2 separate regions of the Zea mays genome follow, and region 1 is linked to region 2. The links are chromatin contacts, called in public Hi-C maps. All regions are on one chromosome and are shown on one strand. The core of a region is the stretch at or near the end of the contact, and the rest is flanking DNA. Distances in the headings are between cores, read along the strand shown.

Region 1 (2,700 bases), core at 72-2,571, 130 kb before region 2:
TAAAGCTTATGCACTAGATATGGTATGTTACTTTTACCTTCTGGCACAACTCTACAGCAAGCTTTGCCCCAACACCAGCTTCTTCATGGTTATCTTTGACATCCATATTTATTATCAGCACACACTTCATCAACCTCGGCTCGCGGTTATTCATATCTGGACACAAAAACAAATGTTAGCTTCCAGTAGTTAACGGCCCTGATCAGAAGTGCTAATTCCGGCAGGTTGCTGCTGTGCCACTTATGGTTCCTCTCTGCTATTGGTCCAGGTTAGCTGGAGTTTTGCAGCTGCAAACTGCAGCGCTACAGCAGCAAGCTCAGCTGATCAGGATGAATGTCTACAGAACTATGCAATCCTACAACACATAGTTAAATTGTAATTGCTTTATAATTCTCCTAAACAAAAATCAAGCTCCAGTCCAATGGTGAATGAATTACCTTCAACAACCAAGTCAAAGACCCTCTCCTCAAAGGTCATTATCATATCAAACACCCCGTCGCCGGCATTGTCCTGCCACCGCTGAGGCGCCAGCTTCACCGAGGTGTTCCTCTTCAGCATAGGCAGCAACCCATTCCTCTTGTACCTGGATGGTTCGCCACAGAAATCCACTGAGAGCAGAGCGTTTCAAGTTATCGTGCAGGGTGCCCGACAAGGCAATGTGAGCACACAAAGAAACGGGAAAGCAACGCCACAAGCATCCCTGCAGACCCAGTTCGGCAAGTGTGCAAATAATTTTTCGCCAGGAGACAGAGATATTGCGAGCAACGATCCCAAATTGCAGAAGACTATAATGGTTGTTATCTGTTTCCATCAAATGCACGCTAAATTTCGCCAGAACTCCATCCACAACCCTAAACACTGGAGTACATCTTCTCCCCCAAATCAACAAAGGTGGGGTTGGGAAAAAAGGGAGCATCAGGAGGCAATAGGAGGTAGCTTAGGTGGGGAGAGGGAAGATGACAGTAGGTGTTCGTACTGACAGTTCGGGGTCCTTGCGGCGGAGGTCGTCGTAGATGGCGCCGTAGGGGGTGCCGAAGTCGTAGACGTTGGGCTCGTGGAGGGAGGGGCCGGGGAGCTTGACGTGGGTGCCCGTGCCGTAGGACTCGACGTCGAGCCCCGCGCGGCCCAGCTGCGAGTGCGCCTCCATGCTCCGGTTCATGTTCGAGGAGCAGACCATCGCGAACCGCCATCTCTTTCCCTCGGCCATCGTCCTGTTCCTGTCCTCCGCCGGCCCCGAACGTCGCCGTCAGCGAGAGGTCGAGCTCTCTGCCGACCTGACCTGCTCGCTGCTGCGGCTTCTGGACGGATGTGGTACGCTCTGGGATTCGTGCGTGGGAAACGGGCGGACGGGATGATTTTGACAAGGGGATTGTGAGACCTCCCCGCGGGGTGAGTTTTTTTCTTTCTTTCGTGCATCTAAATTTCACACTCTAAATTATTATTCATAGAGATTAAAGTGATCTCCTCGTAAATTTCAACTCCGAAAGTAAGATTCAATCTTTAAGCACTTATGGCACATGTCGTTGATTTGGTTTTCATTCTATTACTTTTGGGTTATTATGAAACATAACGGGCTAGATGTTGTTGGATGGTGCCCTCAAGTCTTCTTGTGAGTAGGGTTGAAAACGGACGTAAAAAATTCCGTCCTGATCCGTACCGTTTTCTATATTTGACCCGGCCGTTTCCGTATTTACGGAAAAATATGGAAACGGGACGGAAACGAAAGATGGCTTATTTCGTCCGTTTTTGCGAGATCCCGTTTTTTCGGATTGAACCCGTATTTGACAAATTTGAGACGAGCCTAATATGCATTAGTATATAAACTAAATCCTCGTGTATTTAGGTGACAAATTATAGCACGATTGGACATTGTAACCACCGGCTCTTTTCAAATGACAAGTGATCTAAAGTCTTAAACAACATCGGATGTAGCTAAATGTACACATTTAGCAACCAAACAACAATAGAATGTTGCCTCTCTATATCTATTTGTTTTATGTTATTGTTCTGCCAATCAATCACTAGTCAAACATCAATAACATTTCTATTTGTATTAAATTATGAGTTTCCGTTAGTATTTATGTTTCCGTTCGTTTTCGTAATTCCGTTTATCTCGCTCCCGTTTCCGTTCTCGACTATTCCGGACCTAATCCCATTTCCGATGATAAAATGCGGATACGAAAACGGGAGAGGGGTTTTTTCGTCCGTTTCTGTCCGTTTTCATCCCTACTTGTGAGGGGAGTCGGGATATTTGTATTTTCCCTATTGTTCTAATGGAAATTTTGGTTTGAACTTTATGGTTGCTCGGAAAAGTGGGAAGTTGAAAGAGACTTTAAATAACTTTGTGGTCGCCTCAGCAATAGGGACATAGGCATAACTTTATGGTATGACTGAACTCGAATAGATCTTGTATCTTCACGTGCTTGTGATTTATGATTGTATTTAGTTTATACTCCCCGTTGAGGTGGTCACGAAGACCGGGTCTCTTTCAACCCTTTCCCTCTCTCAAACGGTCACTTAGACCGAGTGAGCTTCTCTTCTCAATCAAACGGAACACAAAGTTCCCGCAAGGACCACCACACAATTGGTGTCTCTTGCCTTGGTTACAATTGAGTTTGATCACAAGAAGGAATGAGAAAGAAAAGAAGCAATCCAAGCGCAAGAGCTCAAATGAACACAAATATCACTCTCTCACTAGTC
Region 2 (2,745 bases), core at 114-2,613:
CTATGAACAGCATAGACAAGCTAGCATAGGTTCAACTTCAGCTTATCAACGAACTAGCTATAAAGTATAAACACCTCAAATAAGCTTGGTTTATGTCAATGGTGCGATAAAATATGGTGTTTGCCTTTAAAAGTCATGTCCAATTTTACCATTATCAAAATTCTTAACTAGAAAGTGGTCAAGGTATAAATATGCAAAAGGTCAAGTGAGATTTGAGGCATATGAAATAACTCCTATTTAATCCAGAGCCCCAGACAACATTTCAGATGTAAATGTAATATTCACTTGACCTTTTTAAAAAATCAAGTATTTCAATAGAAGAGAAACTCGTCTACAAACACGTATTGACAACATGGAGGTTTAGAAGTGCCTGCCATTACTACTGCATTTACCAACATATTATCAGCCAAACCATCAAAGCATATCACAATATGATAAAGCAATTGTCTTCACCTGACACCAGCATCACCAACGATGCCAATGGCCATGCCTGCAGCAAGCCCAGCAAGACCACAGGCAAGGCCAGACGACAGGTGGGCATAGCCGTCAAAGAGGTAGTATGGCTTGGCCTTGGGGTTGATCCCAGTGCTGATGATGACGGCGATGATGAGGCCGTAGATACCGAGCACACCAGCCATGACCACGGGCACGATGGACTTCATGACGAGCTCTGGGCGCATGACACCCATGGACGCCACGCCGACGCCACTCTTGGCTGTCCCGTACGCCGCCCCCATGCCTGCGAGCCACACACATACACAGAGGGAGATCATGTCATTCACCACCAAAAATTTCGCCCTCACACGTCCCAGCCACATGGATCCAACCCAAATTCTCTCAATTGATGTTCCATTTATTTCTCAAAACATATCAAATAACACAATGGTCTGGCGCGCGTCAAGTATCGCACCGCCAATCTCTGAATCGTGGCAGATCGGACTACGGAGCAAAGGACGGGATCGGCTCCAACCTTTTCCCCACTCAAATTCGGAAAGAAACAATGCAACCGAAAGTATAACACGTGAGGACGAGGAGGCGGCGCACGTACATGAGAAGACGAGCGCAGCGGAGGCGCCAAGGAAGCCGAAGAAAGGGGCGGTCTCATCGCCGCTGAACGCCGACGACATCTCCCCCTTACTGCTGCCGCTACCAGTGCTACCGCGGCTTCCTCTTTGTTATGGTCACCGGCGCGAGCGCTCGAGGTTTCGCACCACTGCTCGGGATTGGCCTTGCCGATCTGATCTGAAGAGCGCGTGGGTGCCAGGGTAGGGTGGGGTGGGGAAGAAGGCGAGAGGGACACGGCGCTGCGACGTGGGGCGGGACAAGTACTGTTTTACCCTGCCACCGGGGAGGGGCATCTGTGTGTGTGGAAAAATAGAAAGGATGAAAGAGTATAATACATTTTGAGTTATTAAACTTGTTAGATCCAAACTTTTAAAATGTGTTAGTTCAGTTATTAATCGTTGTTTGGTCTTAGTTAGATCTAAACAGGTCGTGATTAACATATAGACCCGTATGAGCATCTGTATCTCCTTTCTCTCATTTTTTCGGTTCTCTTTCACCGATGCACATGTTGATATGTGGGGTTCATATATTAACCACGAGCCGTTTGGACTTAACTGAGATCCTAGAGATTAAGAAACGTACCGACACAATTTTAAAAGTTTGTGGAACAGAATAACGCAGAGCAACAAGTTTAAGGACCAGATGTATTTTACTGAAGATGAAACTAGATGAAAAAAATACGAACATATTACAAATTTCGAATACGGATACTTAGATTTCGAATATAGATAATTATATTTTTTTACTAAGATTTAGAGTGGAATACATATTGTGCCAGGTGCATCGGATATTAAAATCTATTTTATAACATATAAGAAATCTATTTTTTGAGATTTTTCAATTTGGGTACAATAGGAATATTAGATGTCCGCTAGATACGTCATGTTTTCATTACATTAATATATAGAGTTAAAGGGTGTTTGTTTAAAATTATAATCTGACCAGATAATATCATAATATAATCCAACAAATTTTAAACTAACATTTATTCAAAATTTGTTGGATTATATAATCTAGACATATTATAATCTCAAACAAACAGCCCTTAGGTAAATATGTGACGTGAATGTAAAAAAGATGAAAAATCAAGAGTAATTTGGTTCACATTCAACTTAGTCCTCTTAGATTTTAGCTAAAATAGGGGAAAGCACATTTGTTGTTAGGTAAAATGGGTGTTTAGTATATATTGTGTGGTCTCTATTGTATTAAATCACCGTTTTTTCTAGTTACACGGTTTCCATTGCCCCGTCCCTCATATTTAAATAGTAAAAATAATAAGAATTATGCATAAATTGGAGACTTAAACCATGGTTGTTAACTTTAAACTCATATTCACATTCATCTAGCCATCAGAGCACACATATTTTATATTCAAATATAATTGAAAATCATAGCAATGTACGGGCACTTTGCTAAGAGATAAGTAGACAACCTATATCATTATATTTTACATCACGTCTATTGGTGGTTGTAGGGTGAGAAGTTTTGACTTTCATAGGACCATGTAAAATAACATGAGAGATAAGTTAATAGTACCCCCTTCTACCCTTTGAATTATTTCTAATATTTAATTAACTCACTACATTCCTACATTTAAATAGTAAAAAAACTAAAATTATGTATAAATTGGGATTTGAATTGAACCGTAGTTGTTGGCTCCAACCTCACATTCACACTCAA

What was found. A called contact is a pair of places that touch in the nucleus more often than the background predicts.
Region 1: a Hi-C map of leaf shows a contact between it and region 2, with 4 times the contacts expected there. The contact joins the promoter of LOC100273452 here to the promoter of LOC100282032 in region 2. A contact is called at or near these places in 3 of 25 Hi-C or Micro-C datasets (ear, leaf and tassel).

Annotation. Positions count from the first base shown.
Region 1 is chr3:143,242,834-143,245,533 of Zm-B73-REFERENCE-NAM-5.0, reverse strand. It overlaps LOC100273452, which reads right to left and starts at 1,321. Exons shown (of 4, transcript NM_001147889.1): 1 at 981-1,321; 2 at 438-583; 3 at 38-156. The coding sequence starts at 1,207.
Region 2 is chr3:143,114,201-143,116,945 of Zm-B73-REFERENCE-NAM-5.0, reverse strand. LOC100282032 (vacuolar ATP synthase 16 kDa proteolipid subunit) reads right to left here and starts at 1,363. Exons shown (of 3, transcript NM_001317913.1): 1 at 1,049-1,363; 2 at 454-739. The coding sequence starts at 1,127.